Linked DNA regions of Dromaius novaehollandiae: region 1 is linked to region 2. A link is a contact called in public Hi-C data. All regions are on one chromosome and are shown on one strand. The core of a region is the stretch at or near the end of the contact, and the rest is flanking DNA. Distances in the headings are between cores, read along the strand shown.

Region 1 (7,651 bases), core at 5,081-7,580, 98 kb after region 2:
ATTTACCTGGTATACTGGTTGTTTTGGTGGTTGAAGAACTGGCAGTTGTAGACAGAGGAGCATGTGTAGTTGCATTAGTGACGTTAGCTGTTTGAGAGAAAACTTAAATTCAGATAGTATGTACACACCATGAGCTTCCAAGAGCAAAGTTCACAAGCATTTAGGTTCTTATATAAATGATTTGTCTTTTTGTGCTCCAACAAGGATAAGCTTTGACTTCAGACTGCCCCCACACAATTTATATGTTCAGCTGCATGGCATTAAGCCAAGTTTCTGCAAAAAGGATTTTTTTTTTTTAATTTACAACCTGACCATACCATTCTCATCCAAGTATTTCAAGGCTCTCCACAGATCAGACAGTAATTCTTCACTTGGACAAAAAATACTTTTCCTTCAAACATCAATGTAAATGCTGATACTGGAATAAGAATCAAGACAGCTGCTTCCATAAAAGACAACCGAGAATCTGTATCAAGGCAGAGGACTTTTATTACGAGGCATTTAGAATCAGTTTATATTGTACTAAACAAGTACTTAAATACAATATCTCTAAACAGCAGATGAATACTCCCTGTATACCATAACTTTCTGAAAATCATTAACCGCCAGTGACATTATTCGAATATGAGAACAGTCAAGTGCAGCTAGAATATCTCTTAAAAGTCCTCCAGTTATCAACACTGAACTCTGGATCTCTGTCTTTTTTTTTTTTTTTTTAACAGAAGATTAATTTTACTAAAAATTAAGTATCCCACTATATAGCTGTGACAAGCACCAATGTTTGTAAGTGTACTCAAAGCTAAGTGTCAGCCTACTGTACAGCGGGCTTTTGGGAGCCAGTCAAGTTCTGCATCTTGCTACCTCCCAGCTCCCTTGAGCTGGGGATGCTTTCAAAGAAGAGGTTTTCAGGACTTCGCTGTTAAGATGACAGCACGTGTAAAAACAGAAATTTTAGGACTGGGCAACATACAAGTCAAACTCATTAGCCATTTCCACTAGTCATGAATTGTTATCTAATTCAAACAGCTATCACTGAGCCACTTTATAGTTATTTGAATCTGAAGGAAAAAAAGTTAATGCACAAACTACTGCTTCCAAACCTTGGAACTATTTATGTATTCCACACCTCACATGTTAGTAGTCGCTTCACTACAGTGGTCTGTGAAAAGGCCCTTGTCCTTTATTTATTCACCAGTTCCTGGTTCATTGCCATTCTATATGAATGGCATTCGTATAGAATTTTCCATAATCATTTCCACATCCTCCATTTCATATTCCATATGAACGGAGGCTAGCGAAAGTAATCCTAGCAACATATATTGCATTATAACCCACACTACACTTCCAAGTTCAAGCAGTTGTTTACAAAGGGATCTCACGCATCCAGTCATCTGGGTCTTTTTGTATTACCTATAGTAGTATGAGCCGTAGTAGCATTGGTAGAGGCTGTAGTAGCATTGGTAGAGGCTGTAGTAGCATTGGTAGAGGCTGTAGTAGCATTGGTAGAGGCTGTAGTAGCATTGGTAGAAAGATCAGTTGTCGGAGCTATGAAAGAATAAAAGATTATGCTTAAAAACACTAATGACAATATTTAACTCCAAGAAACAGCAGCAGGCTGAATTTTAGGTACCCTTACACATGGCACTGAATTCCAGCATACTGCTGTTTTGAAATTACAAAACAGCTGAATGTTCAATTTGCCACAGGAAGAGCAGAAGTTACATGAGCAAATATATAAAAAAAGCTTGTCACAGACAGGACAATTGAGGCAGTGCTCAACTTCATAGTGCAAATTTGAATAAAACAAACATCCTAGCTTACTAATGCAAAATCAGTTTCCTCAAGGCAAACTGGAGGGAGAATGGTGCTATGTATTGAGTATAGTCTGCCCAAGTTTTACAAAATAGGAAACCAGGTATTTAGTACTGCTCCCGAACCTAACTGCAACTAAAAGTGACCCTGACATAGAAACTAGAAACCAGAGTGGTTAAACAGCTGAAGCAGCATGTGGAAAACCAAGACAGCTAATCTTTCAAAGATTAGCTAAAAGCTCTCCATTCTGAGAGCCGCTGCTGGTACAGGTACTCTCAGAAGCCTTAGGCTTCAGCAAGTGCTGTAAGAAACTGCTACACCTTTTAAAACCAATTGTATTAACCGAGTTAATCACACTGCTTAATCATACCACGAATGCTGACAACTCAGCAAGCTTCCTGCTGAAATACCATTATGTCCAGAAGCCTTTAGAGCTCTGTGCCATGTAAGTGTGATTATTTAGATCTTGAAGCAATCCCACATGGTGGGAAACCTGAACAAATTGACTCTACACAGAGCCAGGTTGGACCTATCACAATCTACCCTGTCATGGATCCCACAGGCAACAAGTCAGCTTAAGGCTGACTTCACACTTGGGGACTGACATGGAGAAGCATTATGGTGAGCTGAAATGCTGTCATGGTAAGACTGTTCATTGCTAACTCATCTGGACAAAGCTAAGCCAGATGTTACACACCATGATACGGGCTATGTCACAAAAATCACACTATTCAGGGTATTCCAGTTTCCAAATACCTTGGATAGCAGAGAGCTGATAAGGTATACAGATTCCTCTGACATCAAACAAAATCTTCTATTAAGGTGCCAATTAAGCCTCCACGAATATGCAGAAGCTAAACAACACAACAACCTCACAGTCTCACTGCAAGTTTAGCAGAAACAGATTGGAGAAGTTTATTCTTAGATGTAGAACAAGGTATTGTAACAGCATGCTATTTCTGGAAAGTACTGAAAAAAATCGGAAATTTGTAATTTCATGCTGATTTTGACTCTAGATTAAAAGATGGTTGTTACAATTCTAGAAACAACACAGAAGTCCAAGTGAAGCAGAATTACTTCTGACTTGCTTCCACCACAAGATAGCTCATACCAGTGCGCAAACTTCATCTCTGTTGGGAAGCCACTCTATTCGAACAGCACTGTTGAACTAATCAGGACAAGAGCAATAAGACTCTGCATTTACTATTCTGCATCTTAAAAACCAGACAATCCTATTTTAAGACCACCCATTTCTAGGCAGCTTTCAGAAAAAGTAAAATTTGTGGGCTTTTGCACAAGTCAAATTTAAGATTTAATCTTAACTATTTAACAAATCTGATTTGCACATCAAGCCCAAGTTTATGAGAAGAGTAAAGTAGATATGCAACTGAGAATGTGCCTAGCATGAAGGTTTTACTTTATGTTGCTTTATAAGCCAGACCCTGCATTTCAGGTCTGCATAAACAGCTGTGCTAGTTAACAATTAAAACTGGAAGGTTCATAAGTTTTCCATTTATTACATCTCAGATGAAGCAGTGGACTTAACATGTGAAACTCCTTTTGTTGAGTATGAAGCTCCCTATCTTTAGGATACTGGCAAGTTCCTTGTCACCTTTAAAGTACTCAACAGGATACGTTGCATCTAACTAGGAACTGTCACCGTTTAGACGAAGAAACCAAGGTGATAGCCAAATAAACATGACGTCTATTAAAACACGTTGGACTTCCTGAAACAGCAACAGTAAGTGGTTACTGAATGCACAATAAAATTGTGTATTTTATTATCACATACCACAGGTTTAAGCTGGAAGGAAAAGTCTTATCTACATACTTGTATATGCTTATGTAAGTTGCACAAGATATATTAACAGAGGACAACAAATTAAGACTGAGTTGCAAACAACTGTTTTACTTTAAACAACTTGGAAGGACCTAAAAAGCTTCATATACAAATGCACGTAAAGGAAAATAGAAAAGAAATCAATCTATTTCTATTTTAATCACAGTAGGAGCCAGCAACTTAACCAGCCCAATATGATATTGCTTTTCAATGTTAATCTCAGCCAAATGTTGCCTTAAAACCACAATGTCAACAAATCCAATATCTGGGTCAAATAAATTCTCCCAGTCTACAGTTTTACTGTATTACTTTCGAATAAGACTTATTCATACAGCCATCACACTAAAAACAAACAAACAAACAAAAACCCCACCCTGCACACAAACCACCCACTCTTTGCAACACACACATTCGCCAGCACATTTCACATAATATCCACCTACTCCAGGCACCAATGGATGACCTTTCATTTTTCTCCACTCTGCTCCCTAGTGAAGGGAACCAGGCTAGTCACAGATCCTTGGCAATGAACATGGTAATTCACTTCTCAAGATAACAACTAGAAATGAGTTAACTCTCTAACTTCAGTATTCTGGCAATCTGGATTAAACATGAATTCAGCAGCCTTTCTGTTGGATAAGGCTGGCTCAGGCTTATCAGGAAGTAAAGTACATCACCTGTACATAACCTAAAAATATTAGTGCCCACTTCTCCACTTGCAAGAAATGTTGAAAGATATAACGAGATCTTTACCAGTTCATATCAGTGAGGTATAACAACAGTCTTGCCCTGTTCCCTTCAGAAAGATGGTACTTAAGCCACTTCAGTAGTGATATGACAGTTTCTGGACAACGGATCTCAGAGACAGTCATTTATTCTTCTGGGTATATATCTGACCAGTGATAATAGCCTGCACAATGTTGAAAAATTAATGTTCATTTTTCAGAAATGGAAACTCCTCATTGATATACAGACAATTTAGCACGGTACATCTGTGGAGACAGGGGAGGACAGTCTAATACCAGTTGCAGCTAATACCAGGTGCATTAAGATTTTCAGTTCACTTTCAAAACAGTTTTCCCAGACTAGCATAAGGGAAGAACAGATCTGCAAGAGTTAAAGGACCAGAACGCATTTGTATCATCACAAAATATTTCAAGGAGGAGCTGTCAACAAATTCAGCTTCACAATCAGCAGCAGGACGTCATATGCTCTCCCAGCGCTATTCCTGCTATGAAAGGCTATCTTAAAATCTTTATATGGAATTACAGCAAGCTGCCCAGCTTCAGCAGACGAGATGCCTGCTCTCCACTGGAAAGTATTTGGGTACCACAAACGCAGCTCTTGAAGTAGGCAAGCTCACATTCTGCTCCCCAGATAAATCTGTTAAGTGTATTAGCTGTGACTGTGAATTCAGATACTCCCCCTACTCTTAAGGGGGGAACCTGAAAGACTTTAACAGAATCTGTCCTGCTGAACCAACACTGCCCTCTTCTGCTCTGACAGTGAGGTTGTTAACCTTCGATTTCCAGCAGTCCTCAAGCAGTTCACGGATCCAATCTGCTGCCTGTATTGGCCTACATCATGTCATCGCCAGTGGGAAACAAAAGGAAATAACCTAGAAGGGCCTTGCGAAGCCTGCATTACTGGATAGCTTCGCACTAAACTACGCCCAGCACCGCTATGAAATGCAGCCAAAAACATTAACGTACTTCTAGAACAACTTCTTTCCTTTACATTTGGGGCGTACTACACACTTTGTGGTTCTTGATCGTTTGAAAATTTCAGTATACAGCTCAAAACCAGGAACATTAAACAAGCCCACACGAGGAACAGTGAGGCTAAGGTCTGGATAAAGAATAACTACCAGCAGCAGCAGCGTAATGCTGGTTGCGTAAGTGACTACCCCAACTTGAACTGTACGAAGTTTGCACGGAACAAGCGTGCTGCATGCATTTTACTGGAAGCAAAGCTACCAGCTACTAAGACTTTGCTGCACCTGAAGCAGCTCAAATTGCGCTAGCCCATTTCACACCACAACACCCATATATTTCACAGTTGGCGGGGGGGGGGGGGGGAAAGGCGAGAGTGACGAGAAAAGCGGGCAGAAAGCTCCGCAGGCTGCGGCAAGGCGCCGAGCGCAGAGGTGGCTTCAGCGCGGCGGAGGCGGGCGGCAGCGGGGCGGCCCCGCCGCCGCCGGGGGATCGCGGAGAGCGGCCGCAGGGGGCTGTGGGCCGGAGTAAGGCAGCGGCCAGGCCGGTGCGCGGGGCCGCCCCGCTCCCCCTCCGCCGGGCAACGGGCGGGGCGCGAGCGCGCGGCGCGGGGGAGGGGCTGCCCCGTCAGCAACCGCCGCGGAGGGGCGGGGGGGGCAGCGCGAGGCACTCACCAACGGTCGAAAGGGGGGCGCCCGCCCCACCGCTCGTCGCGAGCACCGTCGCCGTCGCCGTCACCGTCGCCGCCGCCAAGCCGCAGAGCGCGGCCAGGCAGAGAGCAGTCACCGGGAGCGCGGGCATCCGGCCCATGGCGGCGGCGCTGGGGCAAGTGGGTGGCGGCTGCCGCTCAGTCGGCGCGTCCCTCCGCTTCGCCTCGCTCCCCTCCCGCTAGGTCCGCGCACCCGCCGCGCCGCCCCGCCAGGTCACGTGAGCGGGCGGCCCCTCGCAGCCCTCGCCCCGGCGGCGCCGCCTCGAGGCTGGCCCCACCCCCCCGCGCGGGGCTGGCCGGCGGGACAGGGACGGTGACGTGATACTCCTCCCTCCCTCCCCCCCCCCGTGTAATGCAACAATCCCGACTCTGGGCCGGGGGTGGGGGGGGTATGGACACGCGTTGCCTCCTCACGTGACCCCGCCGCCCGGCAGGAGCGTGTCCTCCGCGTCACGTGGCCACGACTCCCTCCTCCCTCTCCCTCCGGAGGCACCGCCCCCTCCGCCCGGTCCGCAGGGCGGCGGCCGCTCATTGGCTCGGGGAGAGGCGGCGCGCGGTGACGTGGCGGCGCGGGGACCGGCCGTTGCCCGTCGCTGTCTGTGGGAAGGGGGTGCGTGGCGGAGGCGGGTTCTTGTTTAAAATTAACGGGTGGAGAGAGGCGTCCGAACGAGACGTGCTGGCTTCCTTTGGTGTCGGTGTGCTGAGGGGCTCTCTCCCTTCCCCGGGACCTTTAGTGGGAGTCTAGCGCCCGCCTCTAGTGCGCCCTGGCAGTGGGGGGTGGGGGTGACTCGTGTGAGGACAGGAGCTCCCAGGCCAAAGCGAATTCATGGCAAACAGTAGTGCCGTCCCTGTGGTGCTTAGGCCTCGCTGCCTCGATTTGTATGGTGCCCAAGGCTGCTTTGTAGTCTGCCTCTCACAGGTCTGTAACCCTTCACCTAAGCTGTGGTGAGTTTTTCTGAAGTTGCTGTGGTGGTGTTACTGCTGTGCTCTTTATACTGCTCTCATAGCACCTCATGCACCTGCTGTTGTGCACCTGCAAACTCCAAAACTATTTGTTTTGCTGGATTTCTCCTGCAAAGTGATTGCCACGGGTATGGGATTGACTTCCTCCCCTGCTCCCCCCCCCCCTTTTTTCTACTTGTTATTTTGAGGCTTTTAGTTTTTATTTGAAGAACAAGGCTTAGTGAATAACATAGTAGATAATAGTTGTTTAAATAAATATTACCCCCAAATAATCATGCATGAAGCTTAACAGTCAGCATGCAGCACTTGTACCTGGTCCAGCTGTGCTCCAGTCAGTGTTAACAGCATCAGAAATGGGAACAACTAATAGGGAGTTTGAGTAGGTCCCTGATGGAAAGTCTGTCAGACTAGCGGGGAAACATGGCAAAAAAATTCATCTCGTTATTGTCATTTCCAGCTACGCAGGAGAGAGTGCCCAGAGAAGGATGTGTCTGTGGATCCAACTTCTTTTCTCTGCTAGTCATTGAGGAGAATTTTCCTTTGCCTTTTTTTCCCCTCTTTCCCTCTTTTGTTTCTCCTCTAAGGTAACTCGAGTCAATATACGCCATCTGCAGT
Region 2 (7,278 bases), core at 4,362-6,861:
TCCCGTAGGCTGTCTTCAGTCAGCAGAGAGAAGCAAGCATTTCTGAAAGTGTAATGCATCATACACTAAAGTGACAGCTAAAATAGATCTGATGAATTTTACCCCAAATGCCGGGTTCTCTTTACTGACTATAAAGGAGTCCAGGGCGATTAGCTTAAATGAAGATACTTGTTCAAAGAATTTAGTCAGATAAATTCTGATCAAGCATGAAGCTCTTTCTGTTAATTTCTAGGAATTCTGGGTTAGCTCCTAAAATTTTTGGTGACATAAGTACTGTGTAAGGATTGGGCTGCTGATTGGTTTTGAATCCGATGTATTATGCTGCATACAAGTATTTTTCCTGCTGTTTGTCATGTCAGCCACTTGTGCCTTGGCCTGAAAATGGGTCCCTTTCCTGAGAACACTTGTACCATAATTTTCCCATTGCGAGTGGTCTCACTGGTTTGAAACTAGGCAATCAGGATCTCAGTGCTCTGTGGTTCAGGAAAAGATAAAAGACTACAAGGAGCCTATGGGTTATAGAGCCCTTTTCTTTACCAGCATATGCTACCCGCTCTTCAATTGTTTCGCAAACCTATTGAGTTCCATCTTGAAACTAGGTCGGGTTTCTGTTCTTGTTCTGTTCAGCTCTCATGTTGTAAAGCCATTGTAGGGTTTTGTTTCGCTGGTGCTTACGATGGCTTCTTTTTGCAATCTGAACTTATTTGTGGGCAGTTTTACTATTGTGCCAAAATTTGTCTTTTAGTTTAAATAGTTTCCTGCTGTTCTTTTCTCTGGTGGTTCATAGTTTCTATAGGATGAGTTAATATACCCAGGTCTTTTTTCTAGTCTTTTAAATCACATCCATATGGAAAGAATTCTTTCTAGTCCCTTTAATACAGTATGATAGATACTAAGTTAGTCTGGACTGATTCATTTTTGGTAAATATTTTTATTTTGTCTATTGACATCCATGACTTTCTTTTCCTTCAAAGTTTATACTAAAACCTTGCATGCAATTGGTATTTCATTAATGGTCCTGTAATTGTTAATATTTGCTCCCCAAGTTTTTTCCCATTGCTCATCCTTCTCCCCCCCACATCTTTTTTTTTTAGTACATATTTGCTAGCACACCTCAGTTTTCTGCGTTGGGTCTTTAGAAAATAAGTTTGTCCCATCCTCCCAATTTGAACAGAATAAACTATCCAAATTTTGCTTCATCCTGAGAAATTGTAATTTATATTTCCACTACTTCATTCCCCTCAGCTGTATCCTAACCTTAACTCCCTATGCTATATCATAGCCCTTTCTGAAAAATTTGAGCTAAATTTTTCTCTTTAGTTTTATAGCCATATCTGATGTATTTTTTTTCCCTAATCTAAAATCTACTGCCTGCACAGTGGTATCATTTTTTTTTATGTCCTTCTTGTTTGTATGGCTGAAGAACTGCCTGCTCTTTTTTTTCCTTTGTGATGTTTAATTTAATTTGACTTCTGGTATTTCTTGCTTTAGTTCTAGGCTTCCTGGTCCTCTTTTTTTTTTTTTTTTTTTCCCTCTCTCTCTCTTTTGGTCTTTTCCTTTTTTTAGTTCTCTGCCTACTCTTTGATCAGCTCCACCATCCTTTCTTCTAAACACTTCATGCCTGCTTTTATTCTGAGTGCAAATTCTAGTTAGCTTTTGCGCTATTGATTTAAAGACATTCCAGCTTCTCCAGTGTTAAAACCTTTGAGATATTAGTTCCATCTGAGTTTGCTAATTACTTTTAGTAACATAGTAAGTAGTAAAATTTGTATATTTATTCTCTAAATTAGTCCTTCTGAACTTGAATACTTTTCATACGTGTCTATGTTTATTCTTCCATTATGATCACTTCTGTAGTGTTCTCACTGCTTACCAAAACTGTCTGAAATATAATCTTGGTTCAGTGACCATTTGAAGACATTCGTAGAGCATGGCAGACTTTTTTTTAGTACTAATCTGGTAAAAATCTTTATTTTCATTCTCCAAGGTAAGTCTAATACAAATAGATTCCCTTTTACCTGTGCTAGCCATTCATAAATCTGTTAATTCAGTAAAATATCATACTCTTCCATAAACTTTAGCATAAGTTCAGTCTTTCTAAAACATCTCATAACCTGCTGCTGAGGTGTGGTTGCTATTCCATATTGCTTATATTATCCTGATTGTGTCAGCTTTCATGCCTTGTGTCACCAGTCCAAGTTCCCACCTGGGCCTCTGGGTTTAGGATGTGAATATACTGGTTGCTTCTCACTGATTTCACACAGATTCCTGGCTGGGTTCAGTAAAATCTTTTTATTCTGATTTTTATCAACAATAACATTTCCTTCCTCGTTGTAGTCATCCTGTCCCTTGGTGTTTGTACCCTTGTTTACCTGAATTTCCGGTCCCCTCAGGTCTGAAGTCCAGGTACAGAGATCTGAATTCTCTGATTCTTTCCCTCAGTTGCTTAGTTTGCAGCTCGTATTATCAGCTAGGCCAATCCCAATACCAGAAGACAAGAATTTGTCCAAGACCTTGGGATACTACCTGCGAAGAACCCAAAAAAGTACCTCCAGGTTCTTTATTCGACCTCTTGACTGTTTCCTGTGTTTGTCGTGTCAGACTTGTGACTGGATCAATAGCTATTATCTTTCACTGCTCTTTCATTAAAGAAAAAAGGAGAAACAACATGCCCACAGCTGCCAAACAGTTTCTGCAGACCACTGGGAAATAGATACTACAGGTTGTTATTCAGCAGTTTTATTACAAATGAGCTTGCCACGTCTTTCCCTCCGCCTCTCCAAAAGAAAACGCAGATCTTTCTGCAATGACTTGCTTCTTCCCTTAAAAAGACAACTCCCAGTTTTCTAATAGATTATATCCCTCACTGGCAAATGAATACAATGAGCATAATTCCAGGTGTTGGGCTTTAGAAGTTCTCACAAGTCAAATGTTTCCCATTAGAACCAAGCAAGTTATTATTAGTGGATTTTTTGCAGATAATACATTTGTCAAAACCTGGCACTTTTTGCAAATTATTTCACTCCTCTTATTCTCGTCAACCTCAGGTAATAGTTTCAGATGAGAGAAGTTGGGAGAAAATGGGTTTTGAATGTCCAAGGTTTTTTTTGGAAAAAAATTAAGCAAGGAGTTTCAATTCTCTTGTAAAATGTTTTTGGGGCACATAAAATTCCATGTTTGATTATCTAATCCCTTTTGCCTTAACAAAAACTGGGGGAAGGAGGAAAGAGATGGCATTTGTTTGTGGGGTACAGAGGGATGTACATGAAAACTTTGGGCCAAGACCACTTTTTCCTGTTTTTCTCAGGCCAGCAATCAAACTGGGAAAAATCACTTTCACCCAGTTCTGTTCCAGATACCAAAAGAACATTATTGTTGTTAAAAGAGATGCTGAATAAACAATTCTTTTATGTAAATGCTGCATACTGTACATTGTCTATGTAGGAATGGGGATTTGTGCTTTTGATGTGAGCAGTTCTCCAGGTCCAGAGTTCGCATGTGCCTCACACTTGAGAAAGGAACTTCCTCCTGACTGCTTCGTCTTTTGGTCTGCCAAACCAAATTATGAAAAATGGATGAAGTATACACGATCTCGTCTACCAAGAAGGTCCAGCAGCTGGAAAGAGAGCTAGCAGCACAGCTGGCAGAGCTGAAGGCAGAAATAGAAGACAACGGGGTGCTCCAGGGAACACCGAGTAGGGCATACAGGTAACAAGGACTTTGGGGGGAATGAGGAAGAGTCAGATTATAGCACTGTATTGTATTGTGCTTTTGGGGGGAGGTCATGATACAAATATCATGCATCTATATTACTGTTCAGTTTGGAGACCTGAATACACACATGGGAGCCAGGAACAACAGCTTTTTTTTTATTGCACATCTGGCAGAGAACTACTGTCGAAATAAAAGTTGAATGTAAAAACAAAAAAATAGCTGAAGCTGTTTTATGTTGTGTACTGCAAACAAAACTTTAAATCTCTCTATAATGTCAAGTATTTCCTTCTCACCCCAAAGAGGAAGTAGCTTCAAACACAACACCGGGATGTATAAACAGAACGGCCCCATGTAAACCAGCTGCACTCGCTTCCCTCAGCAGCAGGGAGATGTCAGCGATGGCAGGGTACCCGGTTTTGGCACGATGCTTCGCGAAGGCTGTAGACCACCTGGAGAATATCTGGAGGAAAACAGAGTTCAATAAAACTTGAGTAGGAGACTTGAAAAGATGAAAGGAGCTGTGCTTATGTCTCCACTCTGTTTTCTCTAGATTATAAGTCTTCAGACATAAGGGAGCTTGCTGTAAAGGGGGAGGGAATAAACTCCTGGTGTCCATTTATGAATAGGACAGAAAATAGCGGGCTAAAGTTCAAACCAAGAAGGACTTTTCAAGACAGTGTAATTAAACACTGATGTTTTGTCTGGTCCGGGAGACCATTGACCGTCTGTAAGTGGAGGTCTTCAAGAGCAGGTTAGACAAACATCTATACAGAATGAATTTTCTTTTTCCTGCCTTAGAGCAGTGGGAGTGCTAGATGCTCACAAAAAAAATCTCTTCCAGTCTTAACTTTTTATGGTTATAAAGTGCTCCAGTGCAGTTTCTCATGTATCACTTCTGAACAAAATTCAGGAGCCCTTTCTTAAGGGTCCAGTTTTCACCTGTGTATTTAATTCACATACATTCCTTTTGTTCAGTTAAATAAAAATTTTGTACAACCTATTCTTGCTGTAAGTGTATTGATGCATGAAAATTAAGAAATAATTTTCCTGCAGAAGTTTTCTCATCCCCCTCTTTTTCTGATATAGGCATATTGGGAAGGAAGTTCAATAAATTATGAAGGATGCTTATCAAAGCATTCCACTATGTAATTAAGGGTTGTAATATTTACCATTCAAACTGGCAGTCCTCCAGATGGACATTTTAAAGACTTTAGCTAAAAAATGGAGGTGGAAGAAATCAGTCTGTGCCTTAAAATTTTGCCTAAAAGATGTCTTCTAATTAAATAAACTAATGCTGCTTTAACATAGGTTTTTCATACCACTGAACTTATTTACTGTTGACTTTACCATTTGAATGGTGTTGGGCATGTCAAATGTTTGCTAATATCAAATTGTCTGTAACATCCTGTTGAACTTTTTTTTTTTTAATTTTTGCAGTTCTGTTCCAATTCCAAAGGATGCATCTTATTTCAGAAAAGAAAGGGAGATAATACTGAAGAAAGGCTTACAGGTAGCTGAAGAATACATTAGCTTAAAATTCTCTTCACCAAGTAATAACTGAAAATTAAAATCAGAGAAAGTGATATGTTTTTCAGAATGGAAAAGAGCCTGTAAAGATGGGATGGGAAGGGTCATAATATAGTTTGCATGTTGGTAAAACAAAACAGCCTTTCTTTTATTTGGTTAAGATTGTTCTTGTGATACCAGTAATGTGGGCCTGGCTGTGCAGCTTCTGTTTATGTGACTACTCCCAATTAAAGTCAAAGCCTAAATATTTTTTCTGTATTTACATTTCTTTTCAATGATATGCTTGAAAGATCTGTTCAACATGTAGCTGCTCTGTTTGCAGGTGACGGAGGCAAAACCTCTTGTTATTCAGGCTGATGTCATGCAGAGGGAGTTAGAGAGCTGCTTGAGGAGGGAGTACACAGCAGCAAACTTGCCGCTGCTGCTGCACCAGGTAGAGTTTCTATTTGCTGCCAAGTTCCCAGAGGTCTGCTTTAGCTTGGCAGCTTGTGGTATGATTTTAAAATCAGAATGATGTGAAATTTCTCCCTGAAAGCAGTCATGATAGCATTAGCACTTTTAGCTTAAAGCACTTCCTTGGATGACGCGAAAAATTCTGCGACACTTCTGTTTGTTTCAAGAACAGGAATCCAGGCCAGATAAGATGGACTGGATCAATATTCTTCCATTTCTCTGATGCTTTTGATTTGTTCTGTGGGTTACTTTTATTTCCTTTTTTTTAAAAATGAAGTTCAAGTTTCTAGGTCTAGCAGGCTGGATTCTGCTACTTTCCTCACGTTAACTGCTTTTTCCATTCCCATAATAATACTTTGTTCACTGGGACAGCGTTAAGGAAGTTCCCACTTAATGGATAAAGAAAATAGTGCATTAGTCTTTAGTGACTGATAAACAGTCCTTTTGGTGTTATTCTCTGGTGCTAACGATGACCTATATGCTGCTTAAGTTTCATATAATATCAAAATGCTGTTGTTTACTAATGTGTGATGTGTTGGTTATCTCTGTTTTTATTCAGTTTTTTTACAGACAGAATTACTCAGCTAGTCCAGTGTAAATATTTGCACATGCTTAGATGGAAGAGATTTTGTACACACAGCAGTGTTATTGAACAACTTTATCCTCTCTATCAGGTAGCAATCAAAAACTAGGATCTAGCACACACATGCTTAGCACCGTATCCATTCATTAAGAAACAAAATGTTAGCATTGGCTTTTTTCCAGCCAAATAAAGCTACTAACGTTAAGGATAACTTATAAAACTCTGAAATTTTTGGACTTTGGTAGGTGCTACTGTAGCATCTGAAGATGCTTTATATAGTTTCAAGCAATACAATACTTGCTTAGAATATCACATTCCTGTCCTCTACCTGGTAGTACAGAATACAAGTATTCTGTGTGTAATAGGTGTATAACTCCATTTAACTGCACTTGTTATGGTTTATTTTAAAATATAAACACTTGCAACCAAGCAGCATCTCAAGTCTGGTTCAGGAAGATGTATTATTATTTTTTTTAATCCTTGCTTTAATTATTCTCATTTATTTATTGTATTTATTTCAAACAATATGGCAGTCATTGTGCTTGTTCAATGGCTGTAATTTTGCAGGATAAGTAGCTTTGGTGGCAAGTAAAGTGAGCTTTCTTACAGGTGAAAGTGGAGTTTTTTTTCAGTCAGACACAATAAAATTTCAAGCATGGTAGCTTTGATTTTGTCTTGCCATTATGTGAATATTCTCCTTTAGAATTATAATTCCTAATTGTTGATGGAAATTTCTATTAAATCTTCCATTCATCTGTATTGTAAATACCATTTTTTTTTTTTTACTGCATGTGGTTGTGCCGGTATTTTCAAAAATCTTTTGAATGATTGTTTCCGAGTTTTCTCATGGCTGTAGTTGCAGGGAATCATGGTGGTAGAGCTTGGTAATGAAGATGGTAGAGAGCTCCAGCACCTTTCCATATGAGTTTAATATTAAGAAACAGAAGAGCCACTTGCCATTTGGGTAACGTATGAGCTGAGACCAGGAGAGACAGTAAGCT

Evidence for each region. A called contact is a pair of places that touch in the nucleus more often than the background predicts.
Region 1: a Hi-C map of brain shows a contact between it and region 2, with 4 times the contacts expected there. The contact joins the promoter of CD164 here to the enhancer-like site in region 2. A contact is called at or near these places in 3 of 4 Hi-C or Micro-C datasets (brain, liver and ovary).

The regions. Positions count from the first base shown.
Region 1 is chr3:51,141,097-51,148,747 of bDroNov1.hap1, forward strand. CD164 (CD164 molecule) reads right to left here and starts at 6,331. Exons shown (of 4, transcript XM_026119929.2): 1 at 6,039-6,331; 2 at 1,411-1,545; 3 at 7-87. The coding sequence starts at 6,174.
Region 2 is chr3:51,043,465-51,050,742 of bDroNov1.hap1, forward strand. No RefSeq gene overlaps it. Among named protein-coding and RNA genes, the nearest start is that of CEP57L1, 30 kb to the left of the region's middle. Within about 2 kb of position 5,612, at least 2 of the 2 cell types and tissues checked have open chromatin away from gene starts, as enhancers often do.